Linked DNA regions of Rattus norvegicus: region 1 is linked to region 2. Evidence: chromatin contacts called from public Hi-C data. All regions are on one chromosome and are shown on one strand. The core of a region is the stretch at or near the end of the contact, and the rest is flanking DNA. Distances in the headings are between cores, read along the strand shown. Region 1 overlaps Adgrv1 (adhesion G protein-coupled receptor V1). Region 2 has its middle 80 kb from the start of Arrdc3.

The links. A called contact is a pair of places that touch in the nucleus more often than the background predicts.
Region 1: a contact with region 2 is called in a Hi-C map of liver, with 3 times the contacts expected there. The contact joins two enhancer-like sites. A contact is called at or near these places in 7 of 12 Hi-C or Micro-C datasets (the Rat2 cell line, Schwann cells, frontal cortex and 3 more).

The regions. Positions count from the first base shown.
Region 1 is chr2:13,130,240-13,132,939 of GRCr8, forward strand. It overlaps Adgrv1 (adhesion G protein-coupled receptor V1), which reads right to left. Exons shown (of 91, transcript XM_039103389.2): 88 at 1,029-1,150. Among named protein-coding and RNA genes, the nearest start is that of Rnu1-149, 3.8 kb to the left of the region's middle. Within about 2 kb of position 1,407, at least 21 of the 93 cell types and tissues checked have an H3K27ac peak or open chromatin away from gene starts, as enhancers often do.
Region 2 is chr2:12,951,572-12,954,271 of GRCr8, forward strand. No RefSeq gene overlaps it. Among named protein-coding and RNA genes, the nearest start is that of Arrdc3, 80 kb to the left of the region's middle. Within about 2 kb of position 1,255, at least 84 of the 93 cell types and tissues checked have an H3K27ac peak or open chromatin away from gene starts, as enhancers often do.

The DNA.
Region 1 (2,700 bases), core at 157-2,656, 180 kb after region 2:
GGTTTACTCATTTCAATCATTGGTCCTACAGGGGTGTGGTGGTCCTTCTCTAGGTATTAACAGTGCCAGTGAACGTCTACTATGCGTACACAGAGGTGCCCATGTATTCTTGAGACTACAAACTTTTAGGTCACTTTGTAGCTTTTTCCTTCCAAAACAGATAATGTACTTAGATTAAATATCATCATATAGGCTGTATTCTGATTAAAGAATTTGCCTCCCCTTACTCTCATTCTGTTTTTAAGAATAGTTAGTGACCCATGGACCTCCTGTGTGTTAAATAAATGTTCTACCCCTGAATCATATTTCAGCTGCATGCTATAATTCTCATTGTATGTATCTATGCACATATTCATTTTATAAGATGATGAACAAAATAATTATATGTAAAAGCATTCTTGGTAATTTTAGTGAATTATTTTAGTCTAAGAGATTCTTTTTTCACTTTGCAAAATAAGAAAAATGTTTTCATTTGTTTCATTTGATAATTTTCAGGACGCAACATCTTTCCATTTCACAAAAGCACTAAAAAGTCTGCTTAAAATTTTGCTGTAGGTATATCCCTTAGTTATACTACCTAAGCATATTTGCAAAATTAATTTAAAATTGCCATTACTGAACTTGAGAAGGGGTAAAATAATTTTTTAGTCACTGAAATTGTCTTACATTAAGAGGAGACTGTTTAACCATCAATTTCCCTGCTCAGTTGAACTAATGTATAGATACATTATGCCCCATATATGTGGATCATTTCTCCATGGTTGCCATCTGAGTATAACTATCTATAAAGAACACATTTTTGCAGTTACTCCATATTGCTGAAGAGACGCAAGTAAATATTTTTCTTCTATATGTACATTCCAGCCATATTTTGAGTATTAAATATTTAACTCCCACCACACTATTCTAAGACTTTGTACACTCATGATGTACACAAACTCATCTATATGTAGACTCTTAAATTTTGAATGTTGACACTTGGTGCTTTGCATTCATTAAATGTCTGTTGCCTCTAAGGCTTGACTTACCTGCAGACTATTGAAAATGACAAAGAGAACCAACATCCAGAAGTGTCGGTAGGCCATATGCAGTCCTCCCCAAAGCCACGTCAGAGAAATCAGGGCGAAGAGATATAAAATCAGAGGAATTTCTGGAAATCACAAAGAAGACAAGGAAAAATGTTCAGAACACTGCATGATCAATCACATGTAAACACAGTACTAGTTTGGATTCCTCATGATAGATGGTCTATACCCTAATACTCATGCAGGGAACAACCTTGGAAATCCTTTTCCTGTGTGGAGAAGGGAAGGCATTGCACAGAGCCACATAGTTTCTGGTTTTTAAACGAGTCTGCTTGAAGGGGGAAGGAAGACATTTGTCCCTGCCGAGGCTACCACCTACTGGACTGTGTGGGAAGTGGCAGGAGCAAGTACAAAGATTTTGTGAAGACTAGGGTGTAGCCCTGTGCTCCCCAGTGAGCGCACTCCAGCATGGCATTTAAACCATAAGGTTTAAAGTTCTTTGTGTTACTCAGCTTTTATCCATCGAGAAGACAACAAAATGTACTGTGATTGTTCTGAGCAGAGATGAAGTGACTAACTCACTGGCCATCAGAAAACGTTCTACCCACCATGTTCTTCTGCAGCTGTCCTGATGGTTTCCATATTAAGTACACCACACAATGGGTTACTTGTGCCACTGGAGCTCTAAATTGACTTTATTAATTTTTGTGTATGAGTGTTTGCCTACATGTTTTGTATGACCTGCAGGCAGCACCTGTTGAAGCCACAAGAGGGTGTCGGATCCTGGGTAACTGGAGTTACAGACAGCCTCGAGTCACGTTGTGTGTGCTGGGAATTGAACCTGGATCTTCTGAAAGGGCGGCAGAGCTCTCAACTACTGAGATATCATTTTCTCCAGCTTCTCTGACAGTGATTCTGGGACACAGGACTATTGTCATTTCCACTTGTCTCCTTTGATTTAGTGAGGGAATGTTATTTGAGATTTTTTTTTCAATCTTTATTAACTAGAGTACTTCTTATTTACATTTCGATTGTTATTCCCCTTCCAGGTTTCTGGGCCAACATCCCCCTAACCCCTCCCCCCTTCTCTATGGGCGTTCCCCTCTCTATCCTCCCCCTATTACCGCCCTTCCGCCAACAATGACGTTCACTGGGGGTTCAGTCTTGGCAGGACCAAGGGCTTCCCCTTCCACTGATACTCTTACTAGGCTATTCATTGCTATCTATGAGGTTGGAGCCCATGTATAGTCTTGGGGTAGTGGGTTAGTCCCTGGAAGCTCTGCTTGGTTGGCATTGTTGTTCATATGGGGTCTCAAGCCCCTTCAAGCTCTTTCAGTCATGTCTCTAATTAATTCAACGGGGGTCTCGTTCTCAGTTCAGTAGTTTAATGATGGCATTCACCTATGTATTTGCTGTATTCTAGCTGTGTCTCTCAGGAGAGATCTACATTCGGTTCCTGTCAGCCTGCACTTCTTTGCTTCATCCATTTTATCTAGTTTGGTGGCTGTATATGTATGAGCGGCATGTGGGGCAGGTTCTGAATGGGTATTCCTTCTGCCTCTGTTCTAAACTTTGCCTCCCTATTCCCTCCGAAGGGTATTCTTGTTCCCCTTTTAAAGAAGGAGTGAAGCATTCGCATTTTGGTCATCCTTCTTGAGTTTCATGTGTTCTGTGC
Region 2 (2,700 bases), core at 5-2,504:
AGGCTAACCTAACCTGTATATGTGCCCTGTCGTCAGTAACTGAAATATATCACTTTACATTTCTTAATTCCACCACCTCCCTCCCTCCCTCCCTCCTACCCTCCCTCCCTCCCTCCCTCCCTCCCTCCCTCCCTCCCTCCCTCCCTCCCTCCCTTTCTTTTCAGTTTCCATTTGGGGTCTTTAGCTTCCTATTTAAAAAAAAAATCTGGGCTGTCATGTCTGCACATAAGCTTGGCGAGTCACTCCAACCTCAAAGTTCTTCCCTGCAAGGAAAACATTCCGAGCAGAAAGACTGTGCTCTGTTTCAAATGCATACTGGCATCTGGAAGAGTAAATATTCTTGGATCTTGTAGAACAATTGGCAACAGTTGGCACGGGTTCTAAAGGCCTGGTGTGATTGTCTTAAAAATCAGCTCAAAGGTGTCCCTGTCCCTCCACCTGTCTGTGGATTATCTCCCTGACCAGGTACACTGAACAATACAATACCCGCCATCGGCTCTCAGCACAGCATTGTCACAATCATCCACAGTTAGAAAAATCTGAACAGGATGTTAGAGGGTTGCATGCCCAGGACACCATCGTGGTTCTCTGTAAGGAGTTACTATCAAATATGCCTCTAGCTTTTAGAATCCTTTATGAGAAAGGCTATTGCACAAAGTCCAAAGATTGGCTTTCCTTAACACTGCAAATCAAAACCAAGTTAAAGACTCTCTTTCTCCACGGATACTCAATGTTTTTTCGATTCCACTAAGGCCACAACCATTTAGCCTCAAAGACGCGCGATGATTTGACACGTCATTTGGAAGGCGTGATCTTGTTTTATTTACTCATTCTTTCTCTGTCTCATTTAAAAATATGCCGTTTCCCAAATTTGGGGGGGGGGGTGCGAGTTATTAAAAAAAAGTAAGCAAAACCAAACCAAACCAAAAAACAAAATCCTCCAAATAAAAAAACAAAAACAAAACAAAACAGCCAAAATCAAACAAACAAACAAACAACAACAAAACCACGCCGGAATAAGAGGAATCTCCGATCTGAGGAAACACCAGGGATGAAAGCGTCAGCCTAAGCCCTGGAAACGGGGATCACGTGGGGCTATCCCCGGCAGCAGATCCTGGACGTCACCCACGCTGGCCCGTGCGTGCGGCGAGTGAGTGGCCCCGGGTCTCCGCGGCCGCGGCGCCGGGACGCCCTTCCTGACAGCCGGTCCCCCGGCACGTAGTGATCGCCTGACTCAGCGCTGAGTCACCGCTCCCGCGGTTCCGGTTTCGCCCTGCACGGCCAGAGGCTGCCCCGCTCCGTGCACTCCGGTGCGGAGCCCTCAGTGCTGCAGACCCGTCTCCCCACTTCTTGGAGCAGCACAAGGTTTACAGCTTTTGAATCCTGACCAAGCCAAGCTTGCGTTGTTTTCTTTGCCTTAAGGGCTGACTTGTCTAGGGATCAAATTCTTCCCGGAAGCTTGTTGGCTTAAATCCCCGGCTTTGTCCTTGAACAGTGACTTTGTGATGACCTCCGTTCGGATTTTCTTTTTTTCTTTTTCTTTTTCTTTTTTCTTTTTCTTTTTACTTCTGCGGTTCCAAACTTGTCCTATTTTTGCCCTCTGTTTCCTAAGGTTATCTTTTCAGTGTGTTTGGTAACTAATCTTGTCACAAAGCCACACTGTAGTGACGCAAGTCAGGTTGGAATCTGGCACGGTGTGCGGACAGTGACTTACTGTAAAATTCAGGGCCTTCATCGCGACATCCTATCTGTCATCTAAGGCACTGATTAGCTGCCTTGCCCTTGGAGAGGTCGGGGGATTTAGACGGCCTGTTGAAATCTGTCTTTATAGCAGGTTCATTGCTTCCTCCTAGGAGTTTAAAATGAAGAAAAGGATAGATAAGGATTTCTCCAAGTGTAGCTTGGACCACCTGTCCCAGAAGCACAATTTTACTCCAAACTGGAGTTGCAGATGTCCTGGATAAAAACTAGAAACCGGCCACCTACCAGTGGAACATGTCATGTGCAAATCTTACCAGAGGATAGGAGGGAAGTATTTTTCCTAGACTGACCACAGACCACTCTCTTGAAACTGATTTTGAATTCTGGTGGAAAGCAACAGAATTTCTAACTAGGTCGTTTTTGTTGTTGTTTTGTTACTGTTTTTGTTTTTGTGTTTGCCTGTATACTCTACAGAGATTTCTTTCTTTTTGCTTATAATTTTAGGTATATAATAATATAATTAAGGCTTAGAATATAGTTTAGGGGTAGAGTATGCCCTGAGTATGCAGGGTTTTCTGAGTTTGACCCCAGCACTGCAAATGAATGGATGAATAGATGAATGGATGAATGGATGAATGAATGAATGAATGAATGAATATTAGTTAAATTTTTGATATTTCAAAGCAGAGCAATGTTGCCCCCAATAGATTTAATACTGGAATTACCCACAGAGCTTTATGATACCACTTCAGGGCTCAGATTTTGGCCCTAAAAAATGCCACCCCGAATGCTACCTTTACATTTCGAAGGCCTCTGAGTCCACCTATGGACAGTTTTAAACACTGCTATTCACAAGAGCGATATAAACCTACCCAGCCCTATGACCTGTTGGTTCTGGTGTACTTAGACTTTCTGTCTAAAATACTGGAAAAGTAAGACACAGGGCAGCCACGTAAAAAATCAGGGTACTGTTATAGGGCTAGCCATTTCCTTAGAAAA